Regions from separate parts of the Mus musculus genome. Here regions 2, 3 and 4 are each linked to region 1. A link is a contact called in public ChIA-PET and promoter capture Hi-C data. All regions are on one chromosome and are shown on one strand. The core of a region is the stretch at or near the end of the contact, and the rest is flanking DNA. Distances in the headings are between cores, read along the strand shown. Region 1 holds the start of Epb41l5 (erythrocyte membrane protein band 4.1 like 5). Region 2 holds the start of 3830432H09Rik (RIKEN cDNA 3830432H09 gene). Region 3 overlaps Ptpn4 (protein tyrosine phosphatase, non-receptor type 4). Region 4 overlaps Epb41l5 (erythrocyte membrane protein band 4.1 like 5).

Evidence for each region. Promoter capture Hi-C pulls out the DNA fragments that hold promoters and counts their contacts. ChIA-PET counts read pairs in DNA pulled down with a chosen protein or histone mark.
Region 2: a promoter capture Hi-C map of macrophages shows a contact between it and region 1, with 7 read pairs. The contact joins the promoter of 3830432H09Rik here to the promoter of Epb41l5 in region 1. A contact is called at or near these places in 14 of 39 promoter capture datasets (the 3T3-L1 cell line, the C10 cell line, HPC-7-derived erythroid cells and 9 more), 1 of 15 datasets of contacts at CTCF or cohesin (the G1E-ER4 cell line), 30 of 484 Hi-C or Micro-C datasets (CD4 T cells, the G1E-ER4 cell line, the HL-1 cell line and 18 more), 8 of 115 datasets of contacts at active chromatin or transcription factors (astrocytes, bone marrow-derived macrophages, cardiomyocytes and 5 more) and 3 of 9 other capture datasets (adipose tissue, liver and pancreatic islet).
Region 3: a contact with region 1 is called in an RNA polymerase II ChIA-PET map of effector CD8 T cells, with 20 read pairs. The contact joins the enhancer-like site here to the promoter of Epb41l5 in region 1. A contact is called at or near these places in 2 of 39 promoter capture datasets (macrophages and stem cell-derived epiblast-like cells), 1 of 484 Hi-C or Micro-C datasets (CD8 central memory T cells), 3 of 115 datasets of contacts at active chromatin or transcription factors (effector CD8 T cells, embryonic stem cells and memory CD8 T cells) and 2 of 9 other capture datasets (liver and pancreatic islet).
Region 4: a promoter capture Hi-C map of liver shows a contact between it and region 1, with 2.4 times the contacts expected there. The contact joins the enhancer-like site here to the promoter of Epb41l5 in region 1. A contact is called at or near these places in 4 of 39 promoter capture datasets (the 3T3-L1 cell line, liver, macrophages and 1 more), 4 of 484 Hi-C or Micro-C datasets (the C2C12 cell line, liver and muscle stem cells), 3 of 115 datasets of contacts at active chromatin or transcription factors (embryonic stem cells, extraembryonic endoderm stem cells and trophoblast stem cells) and 4 of 9 other capture datasets (adipose tissue, embryonic stem cells, liver and 1 more).

Annotation. Positions count from the first base shown.
Region 1 is chr1:119,647,670-119,650,369 of GRCm38.p6, reverse strand. It overlaps Epb41l5 (erythrocyte membrane protein band 4.1 like 5), which reads left to right and starts at 1,370. Exons shown (of 25, transcript NM_145506.4): 1 at 1,370-1,585.
Region 2 is chr1:119,534,811-119,537,510 of GRCm38.p6, reverse strand. It overlaps 3830432H09Rik (RIKEN cDNA 3830432H09 gene), which reads left to right and starts at 1,346. Exons shown (of 4, transcript NR_126486.1): 1 at 1,346-1,448; 2 at 1,601-1,749; 3 at 2,489-2,533.
Region 3 is chr1:119,712,242-119,714,941 of GRCm38.p6, reverse strand. All of the region lies in intron 13 of Ptpn4 (protein tyrosine phosphatase, non-receptor type 4), which reads left to right. Among named protein-coding and RNA genes, the nearest start is that of Epb41l5, 65 kb to the right of the region's middle. Within about 2 kb of position 1,296, at least 11 of the 459 cell types and tissues checked have an H3K27ac peak or open chromatin away from gene starts, as enhancers often do. A contact at or near this core is called in effector CD8 T cells and memory CD8 T cells, where this site is marked.
Region 4 is chr1:119,564,403-119,567,102 of GRCm38.p6, reverse strand. All of the region lies in intron 20 of Epb41l5 (erythrocyte membrane protein band 4.1 like 5), which reads left to right. Among named protein-coding and RNA genes, the nearest start is that of 3830432H09Rik, 30 kb to the right of the region's middle. Within about 2 kb of position 1,387, at least 11 of the 459 cell types and tissues checked have an H3K27ac peak or open chromatin away from gene starts, as enhancers often do. A contact at or near this core is called in liver, where this site is marked.

The DNA.
Region 1 (2,700 bases), core at 121-2,620:
CTTTCCTCACCTACTTTAAGTCTGAAGTCATTGTCACTGCCCTAAGAGCCTTCCTCCCTGCTTATATTGCAACCCTTCATTCCCAGACCCCACACCCACTGCTATTTTCTAGGTGTTTACTAACCGCCAGTCAGACATGTTTTGAACCAAGGACTTTATGCACTCTACCAACTGAGCTATACCCTACAGCATTTTCTTTTTCCTTCTGAGATGGTGTTAGGTAGACTGGCCTCCAATTCCTGGGCTTAAGTGATCTTTCTGCCTCAAAGGCTATAGGCACAAGGAGGACAGGTACACTCTCCCATACAGGCTAAACCATGAAATAACTTGTTTAATTATGACAGAACCTCTCAATGTGGCCAGTGCTGGCCCTGAACTCACTACTCAGCCCCCAAGGGGCTTTTACTGCTGGGATTGCCTTGAGGGACTCCTGTCTTTCTTCTTTATCTGCCTTATCTCCAGGGTCTACAGAGCTGTAGGCATTTTGATAAACTATCTGAAGAATGAATGAATGGAATGTCGCCCTGCCACTTAGGGCCTCCATTCTGTGACCACAGTGCCTGGAGCATCAGTCTGTTATTTCCCTTTCCCAGCAGCGTTCTCTCCAGGGCTCTCATCACCACTTGACACATAGTTGTTCTCTTTCTCCATTACAGACTAAAGGTTGCTTTAATCTCTAGGATTTGGGGGGAGGGAGCAAGGAAACATTTAAATAAATGCTGGATCAATTAATAAACAACTGTGTAAGAGAAAACATACTAGACTACATTAAAAATAGGAAAATACTCATTTTTGCTGTGCCAGGGATTGGATCCTGGGCCTGGTATGTGCTAGTCTAACACCCTACCACTGAACTGTATCTTAAACCCAACGTTTCATTTTCAAATCATATTACCAGGAAGGTGAAAAATTCAAAACATAAACCAAGCGCCATGGAGATGCTCAGTGTGGGTAAAAGTGCTTCATTCCAAATGTGAAGGCCAGAGTCTGGTCCCCTGTGCCCACATGATACTCCTGCAAGTTGTTCTCAGACAGGGACTGTGGCATATCTTTCCCTGACCCATACATATACGCACAGAAAAAAATAATCTTTTTTAAAAGACAGGATTTCACTAGGTAGTCCTGGCTGACCTGTAACTAAGTAGCTGTGGCTGGACTCGAACTCACAGAAATCCACCTGCCTCTGCCTCTGCCTCTGCCTCTGCCTCTGCCTCTGCCTCTGCCTCTGGAGTATTGGGATTAAAGGTGAACTGCCTTTCTGTATTTCTATAGTCCCATCTGGTGTTGCCAGCTTAAATTCAGGTCTCAGGAGGCCGATTTCCGGGGCGGTGCCATTGCCCCTTTAAGAGCGGAGCGTCCCGCCCTTCGGGGGGCGGACCTTGGATGGGGCTTTAAGGGGCGTGCCCTCGGGCGGCCGGGGTCCTCCGGGGATTAGCGCAGGGTGGGCTCGCGCCTTGCGCCGCCATTTCTCGGTGTCTCTGGAGACCCGTCCTCTCCTCTAGCCGGCTGGGCATCTCTCTCCGAGGGTCGCGCGTCCCAGTCGCAGTGGTCTCCGTCGCTTCACGGTGTTCACCCCCGAGTACAGGTAAGAGTTTGGCCTCGGGTGTCCAGTTGGCCCTGCTCACTGAGCCGAGGCTCTCGACCGTGCCGGGTGGGCGGCCCGGCTCCCCGGGCGACGCCGCGGGCTGGGAGGGGAGTGGCGGCGACGGCCAATGGGGCTGGGCGCTGAGTTTCGGGCGATACCGCGCGGTGGCCGCTGAGGGCCGGGCGCGTCGCCGGGGTCTCGCGCGTTGTTGGGGGGAAACTCTGGTCACCCCTGACCTCCCCGTAGCTGTGGGATTAGGGGAAGGTCGCCTCGAGTGTCACTTCGCCGGGATTGTGGGCAGACATCGGTGAGACAGGACGTGCCAGCTAGCTCCCGGTCGAGTGAAACTTGGGAAGCGTACGAGGCAGGTGCGTTCCCGGGAACCGCCAAGGCCGAGGGCGCTCCCCGCCCCCACGCGTGGCGCGCGTCCGGTAATGATGGGTTCTCCTGTGGGTAGAAGATAATTGTGTCCATCTCTGGTTACTGTAGTCTCCCGGGTTCTGCTTTAAGAGCGAGAAGGCTCCAGGCTCCGAAGTTGTTTAGCAATAGTTCAAAATTACTAGTAATGGTTTTTTTTTTTTCCCTTAAGAATTGGAGATAAGCCCACCAAGAAATTATGAATGTAATTCACAACTCCGCTCACCCCAGATGCACTGAGCTGAGGCACTGAGCACTGCTAACTGCAGTGGGTAACTTGTATGTGTCTAAATGAACACTTTGGGATCATTATTTTCTTTTTCTTCCCAACCCCCACTTCGTTCTTCTTCTAATTCTTTTTCTCTCTTTCTTCCTTTCCTTTCCTTCTTTTCTTTTCTTTTCTTTTCTTTCGATACTGGGAACCAAACCCGGGTTCTGGAACGCTAGGCTGAACTAAATCTAAATGCTCACACCTGTTTTTTTCTTTTCTTGTTGTTGTTGTTCTTGTTAGGATAACTTGTTTGGGCAGCGATGTGCGCAATGTTCCTGTGTTTAGTTTCTTAGTTACAGTTTCTTTTGCGGGAGTAACTGGGATGAAAGATACTGATAACTTTAGGACATTTTCTATAGTTTTCAATATTACTGTTTTTTTTTTTTTTTAAAAAATCACTAGCTTGGCTGTAGATACCCTATGGTGT
Region 2 (2,700 bases), core at 97-2,596, 110 kb after region 1:
GACCCAGTCACCACCTACATCAGGGATAAAAGACAGCGTTCATCTTGGTGAGTGTGTTTGGTAGCCTGGTTTGGGTTCTGGCTCTATAGAGTTGCCTTAGCAAATTGCTTTCATTTTGTTCGTGTGTCACTTAGCGCAGCACCAAGATGACACAATGACACAAAACAGCACTCAGTTCTGTGAACAAGAGATCCCCAGGAGCTGCCCCTTCTGCTGCCCCTTCTGCAGAGCTAATTAGCTTCCATGCTGTGGAGTGTCCAAAGCCCAAATACAGTTTAACCTGGACTATATTTTTAGTCACCTAAATAGCCATTCCTTGTCCACCTCTTTTTTAGATCTAATAGCCTGTAACAGATTACACACCTTTAATCCCAGCACTGGAGAGACCAAGCCAAGTGGATCTCTGTCAGGCCAAGGCCAGCCCTGTCTACATTGGGAGCTCCAGACTGGCTTGGGCTACATTGAGACCCTGTCTCAATAAAAAGGGGTTGAGAGGATTTAGCTCAGTGGTAGAATAGAAAGGGGAGATGTTTTAATCAAACCAGAGTTGCCATTAACCAAAAGGCTAAGCATCACCAGACAGCGTCTGAGGCCTACAATGGAGGTCCCCACATTGCCGTAAGATGTCTCCACAGTATATTTGAAAAATGTCTTGACTTATGTCTATTACTGTAAAAATGTCACATAACTGATTCCACATTGGAACATGGGTTTGGACTTGACCTTAATCCATGTTTCTGGGCATGGTCACTCATGTTTGGCTTTTCAATAAACTGTCCCTTTGAGTAAACGTTGTGGATTTCAAACAAAATAAGAAGTTATAGTGAAACAGGAGAGACCGTGGCCTACAAATACAGATTCATGATACCCCAAATACCATGTTCCATCATGATACCCCAAATACTGTGTTCTACCATGGTAACAGTTTTGTGTATTCTTACAGTTAACAATCAAGGCATTTTTTTTAAAAATTCATGTTTCTACCAAGCAGACAGTCTCTGCTGTCAGCCTTAGATGCTATCAGGTGACACTCTTTGCCTTTGGGTTGATGAGAGGGAGAAATCTGTGTGTACATTCCAAAGGATTTACCTAATAGTCACAAGGATATTAGGTCAGACACAGAGGTGAACAATACATGGCTGTTGGAGCCTAACCTCTCCAGCCAACATGAATGTCTAACAGAGGCCTACGTGGGCTGCCTCCCTGAGCCCCAGATAACATTGATTTTGTTGAAAGGTATTCACCAAAGAGGCTATTCAGACATGGGTTTAAGCCAGTAGAAACTCTATTAGTCAGCCAACAGCTACACTGGGTGTTTGAGATCGCAGTCTAGCCCTGAGCCTTCCTCATGGTGTGCTTTTAAGAATAAAAACCATGTTGTGGGTTGACACACTTCAGTTAACAAGAAGAGTTAGCCAGAAGCAGAAGTACAGAAGCCATAGAGCAAGGTTGGTACATTTAGAGACTTTGGCGGGTGGTGCTCTGTGTGTGTTGAGATTTACAGACTGAGTGGCACCTTTGTCATGCAGCCAGCTGTGCTAAGGTCTGGTGCCTGTTACAGATATGCCTTAATTCTTTTACCTCCTCCTCTGCCTATCAGTCTTTGGTGCCTTTTAAATTATCATGTACACATGTGTGGGCTTGAGGTGTATGCACAAGGACAAGACTCCCAGACCTCCACCTGATGTTTGGCTGTGGGTCTCTGCATCTGTTTCCATCCACTGCTGGATTAAGCCTCTCTGATGACAGGTATGCTAGGCTCCTGTCTTCAAGCATAACAGTATCAATTATAGTATCAGGGGTTGACTCTCCTACATGGGATGGGTTTTAAGATGGACTAGTCTTTGGTTGACCGTTCCCTCAATCTCTGCCCCATCGTTATCCCTGTTCATCTTATAGGTGGGACAGATTTTGGGACGAAGCTTTTGTGGATGGGTTGATGTCCCCCTCCCTCCTCTGAAAGTCCTACCTGGCTACAAGTGGTGGGCACTTCAGTCTCCATATCCCCCACTGGTAGGAGTCTCAGCTAGGCTCACCCCCAGCCCTGGTATCCTCCCAGGACCCTCCCGCATCCCAGGTCTCTGGCTAGTCCCAAAGATGTGCGTCCACACGCACACACACACACACACACACACACACACACACACACTTCCCTTCTCCCAGCTCTCTCTCCTGCCCACTCCCCACACCTCATCCCCATCCCTGCCACACCCTCTCTAAGTTGCCTCCCTCCATCCACCTTCAAAGATTATTTTGTTTCCCCTTCTGAGTGAAATTCCTCCCTTGGGCCCTCCTTGTTACTTAATTTTTTTTGGGTCTGTGGACTGTAGCGTGGTTATTCTGTACTTTGAGGCCAATGTCCACTGATAAGTGAGGACACACCATGTGTGTGTTTCTGGCCCTGGGTTACCTCACTCAGGATATTTTCTTGCCGGCAAGTTTCATGATGCCATGGAGTTTCTTAATTAACCTTTTTTATATCATATAGCATCTCCGGGTCACTGACATGGGAGGGACTGAAGAACACTCTCAGGTGAGGATTTTCCTTTATTAATTAAGGTGTGTTAATAGTTTATAACCATTACCATGGATCTGTGTCTTAGTCTGCTTTTCTCTTGCTGTGATAGACACTGACCAAAGGCAGCTTGGTGAGGAAAGAGTTTATTTCGACTTATAGTTTGTAATCCATCTTTTAAGGAA
Region 3 (2,700 bases), core at 47-2,546, 65 kb before region 1:
AGTTAAGGATAGAGAATGGGTTAGCAAAGTATGGGTTTGATACTTATAACTAATTAGGAGATAATTACAGTAATCCAAGCAAAACTAATAAAGACCTCTACCATACATTGATGTAGAATAGGGAACAAATTTGAGGGACCTAACATCGACTGCTGATGTTAGATGGCTAGAGGGACAATGAAACAAGTGTTTGTTCCCGGTGGAAATTACTTCGAGAGCAAAAAGCCTTGAAGAGTTGTATGTCTGGCATCTACTGTTGCTAGAATTTTGGAAGCATTTATAAAGATAACAGGAAAATTTTACTTGGTCAAAAATTCAAAGGTCTTTTCAACTTTGTATTTCTAGAAGAAATAGTTTAGTGTTTGTCGTTGCTTTTTCTCATTTTCTTCCTCCCAACATGAAAATTATTCCCTGTTTCTACCAATTAGTGATAGATCATTATATTCTAAAATCCCGACAGTTTCAAGTGACTTGAAGAATATGTCATCCGCAACAGCCCCTTACAAACTTATTGGCATTTATTCAGGGTTTTTCCCTTCATAGACTCAGGTGTGTGTGTGTGTGTGTGTGTGTGTGTGTGTGTGTGTGTATCTGTCTGTCTGCCTGGTAACTATCATGGACATCACTGTTCCAATTAGAAAGTGGTATAGACCTGAAAAACAAAGGGGTTTAGTAAATGTCACTCAAATGTTTTCTGTACAACTGACCATAAGATAACTTTACTCCTAGTGGCATAATTGTTCTAATTTAGAAAGAACCTGTTCTGGTTTTTTGTACTGTCTCTTACTTGCAGCACTCTCTATTTTTGAAAATCAAAGCATTGTCTTATTTTAATGATTTTTGTACATACTAGATTTTGTTATGCCTGATCTTCATTGTTTTGTCATTCACTATTAATATTCTAGGAAGGTTGTCAGGGACTGTCTTTTTTTTTTTTTTTTTTTTTTTGGTGTGTGTGGGTCAGGAGGATAGATATGTTTCTTTTTTAAGGTGCTAGGTTCCCAAACCTTGCACATGCTAGCCAAGTGTTCTACTTTGGTACTGTATGCTCAAGTCTTGGTGCGAAGTTTTAATAGTGCTGGGCTGTCTTAATGATTGTTTTGTCTCTGGAAATCTATGCTTTCCTGGGATTGTTTAAGTTTATTTAGCTCGCTTGTTTGTTTTTTTTGTTGTTGTTATTGTTGGTTTAGTTTGGTTTTTCGAGATAGGGTTTCTCTGTGTAGCCTGACTGTCCTGGAACCCGCTTTGTAGACCAGACTAGCCTTTTACTCAGGGATCTGCCTGGCTCTGCCTCCTGAGTGCAGAGATAATTGTGAGCACCACCATTGCCTGGATCCTTGGATTGTTTTTATAAGACTCTTTTACCTTATAATTAGCTACTAAATTCTCTAATGGTTTTAGCAAGAATTAGGTCATTTTGGTTAAGAATTCCAGATTTATTTTCTCTCTTAGAATTTTAAATGGCAGTATAAATAGGAAGACGAAAAAGGCCTTTAAACTTTATATGAAAAATTTTACCAATAACTACCTTATTTTCCCTTTTATATCTAATTTTTGAATTGCTTTCACACTTTTTCAGTTATCATATAATAATATCTGAGGAAGAGATGAGAGCAAATTTTTCTTCAACAGAAAAATAAGGTGCCACGGTCAGAAAATAAACTCACCACATTGCTAACAGTGTGGTATTTTTTTCTCTGAAATTTCCGCTCAGAACAGGAAATATAGACAGTAAGCTTGAGTGGGTGGGTCTCTGAGGTTAGAGCTGTTAATAAATTAAGATGCCTGAAATTTAGTTAGCTCAAGACATTTCCAAACATGTTTAGTTCATTACCAAGATTGAAGTGTTCATACAGTTTGTACTAGGTAAGTATGCTGGATTTTCAATTTTTCAGATGATTTTTTTTCTCTCAGTAATTAATCTTAGCTCTTATCACTTACATTTGATCTAATATATGAGGGAAGAATAGTTTGTGAATAGTAAGGATTAACACTAGTAAAAGAACTATAGGTGGTAAATTATGGTAAGCTTGAGATTTTATGTTTTAAATTGAAAAGACTATATAATATATTTTCATATATGACTAATTGAATTTATGTGTTCTCCACTGTGAGAGCTTAAATCTAATAGTGTGCAGATTCAAGTCCTAAACTAAAACTCACAGTGATAGGAAGAGGTCTTTGAACTTAAATTACTTTGAAACATTTGGAAAATGAAATTTGTGTCTGTCCTTTTTGTTTGCTTGTTGGTTACAAGTAGCATCATGTCTCTTTTAGAAGATGCACATTGATTTTAGAGTTCAAAGAGATTAGCCTAACCTGTGAGAGGATTTGGCTGTCAAACCCTGAAATGATAGGATAATTGTATGATTTTGATTTATAATTATTCATAATTTAACAAACTTTTAAAATTTTTATTTATTTATTTTCCTGCATATATGTCTGCATGAGGTTACTGGATCCCCTGGAATAGGAGTTGCAGACAGTTGTGAGCTGCCATGTGAATACTGGGAATTGAACCAGGATCCTCTGATAGAAGAGCTATTAGGCCATCTGGGTTTTTTCTTTTTTCTTTTTTTTTTTTCTTTCTATTTATTTACTTTTTATTAGATATTTTCTTTATATACATTTCAAATGCTATCCTGAAAGTTCCCTATACCCTCCCTCTGCCCTGCTCCCCTACCCACCCACTCCTGCTTC
Region 4 (2,700 bases), core at 138-2,637, 83 kb after region 1:
CATAAACTGCTGTCTGATCTTAGATTTTTTTCCATTTTTGTTTTGTTTGGGTTTGTTGTTATTGGATATTTGGCAATTTTTCTTAATTAAAAAAAAAGCTTTTTTTCATATACTATCTTCTAATCATGCCTTTTCCCTCCTCCAACTCTTCCCAGATCTTCCCCACCTTGCCAACAACCAACTCCACACCCCTCCTTTTTCTCTTTAAAAAAAAAAAACAGACCAAACTTTATAAACAAAGAAACACAGTCACACACACACACATACACACACCACAGACACACAAAAACAGCAATCAAAATATATAAGCAAAAGACCAATAAGACTAAATAAATAAATAAAGGTAGATAGATAGATAGGTAGATAGATAGATAGATAGAGCCTAAACAAAGCAATTTGAGACAAAAAGTCTACAAAACTACCTTTGAATTTATTTTATGTTGGCCTTCCACTGCTGAGGCCTATCCTAATGTGTGGTTTATATTCCCAGTGAGACTCTTTTGGAGAAAATGGATTTTTATTTGCAAACAGTTATCAGTTACAGATAGCTTCTCTTTAGAGTTGGGAGCTTATCTCTGCTTCCCCCTCTCAGTAATGAGACCCTATTCCCTATTCGGCTTAGACCTGTGCAGGCCATTTGTGCTGCCACGGTCTCTGTGAGTCCACAAGTGCATCAGTCCTGCTATGTCTGGGGTCATCCCACTGTTACCTCTTAGAACCTTTGTGCCTTCCCTAAGTGCAGTTCCCTAACTCCTGACGGGAGGGGTTGATGAAGGCATCCCATTTAGGTGGAATGCTCCAGAATCTCTGAATATTCTCCAGTTGTAGGTCTCTGTACTTGGTTCCGTTTACTGCAAGAAGCCTCTCTGATGATGGCTGAGCAGGGCACTGAATGGCAGTGAGGAGTATGGCAGAATGTCGTGAGGAGTCATTCTAGTACTCTATTTTTTTTGTCTGAACAATAGTATTCGATTTTCCCCTAGGCACATGTCCCATTCAGTCTCAGGTTCCTGACCACCCAAGCAGTGTCAGTATGAGTCCTGTGTCCTAGAGTAGACCCTATCTCCAGAGCACCATTGTTATTCGAACAGCATCTGTGCCACTATCTCAGTGTATTTACCTTGTACACAAGGTCACTGTTGTTGATCACAGGGTTTATAGCTGGGCAGGTAGTTACCTTTCTCCTTGTGGAGTCTAGAGTACCTTCCAGTCCATGAATGATAATCAGTAGGGTTTAAGCCTCTAATTACACACCAGCTTGACGTTTCCATGTTTGTTGAGATATGTCAATGTTGTCTTCATCAGTAGGGCCTTACCCTCAGTTGTGGACACCAACTGCTGACTTTGACCTGAGATGTTTGGGAGCGTGCTTGGTGTTCCTTTGGTTAATGGCTAACTAGACGTAACCCATTCCTGCCATTGCTATTTTACAATAGTGTTTATCAGTGTTGGTCTTAGGGCCTGCTCTATCGATGTCTCAGGAAGAGTCTTTTCCCCTGCCAATTCTGTCAGCTTCTGGGGATCAGGTGAGGTCTAGTTGGAGATGAGTGAGAAGTGTGAATCTGTTTGCATTCTTTTACATACAGCTGTACAGCTTGACCAGGACCTTTTTTTTTTTTTTTTTTTTTTTTGAAGATGCTGTCTTTTTCCCAGTATTTCTTACTTCTTTATCCAAAATCTGGTGTCCATAGGTATGTAGACTTAGTCTGACTCTGCATTTTAATTCTATTGGTCAAACTGCCCTGTATTTAAGCCAATTTTTTGGGTTTTTGTTTTTTTTTTTTTGTTTTTTTGAGACAGAGTTCCTCTGTATAGCCCTGGCTGTCCTGGAACTCACTCTGTAGACCAGGCTGGCCTCGAACTCAGAAATCCGCCTGCCTCTGCCTCCCGAGTGCTGGGATTAAAGGCATGCGCCACCATTGCCCGGCTCTTAAGCCAATTTTTATTACTGGTTTTATTATTGTTTATTATGTGCTGTTTTTATTACTATAGCTCCGCAGTATAACTTACAATCTAGGATGCTGATACCTTCATCTGATCGTTTATTATTCAGAATGGTTTTAGCTCTCTGATTGTTTCCATATGAGTTATGTTTGAAAAGTTCTATGAAGAATTGTGTCAGAATTTTGAATGGAATCTATAGATTAATTTTGTTAAGATGCTTATTTTATTATATTAATTCTACCAATCCATAAACATGGGAATCTTAATCTTCTAATGTCATCCTCAATGGTCTCATCGTCTTAAAGCGTTTGTTATATAAGTCTTCAACAAGCTTAGTTAGAGTTATTCCAAGATTGAGGCTCTTATAAGAAGTGTTGTTTCCCTGATCTCTTTCTCAGTCTGTCTCTTGGATATAGGAAGACTACTGACTTTTTTTTGTTAAATTTGTACACAGATATTTTACTAATAGTGTTTATCAGCAGAAGAAGTTTCTAGGTGGAATTTTTAGTGTCATTCATGTATACTATAAAGATACTTTGACTTCTTCCTTTCCTATTTGTATCCCCTGATCTCCTTCAGTTGTCAATAAGACAACTAGATAAGAATTCAAGTACTAAATTGAGTTGATATGGAGAGTGAATAACTTCATATTGTTTCTGATTTTAGTGAAATGCTATGGGTGTCTCTTCAGTTATTTTGGCTATGGGATTACTGTATATCACCTTTATTATATTGAGATATATTCCTTGGATCCCT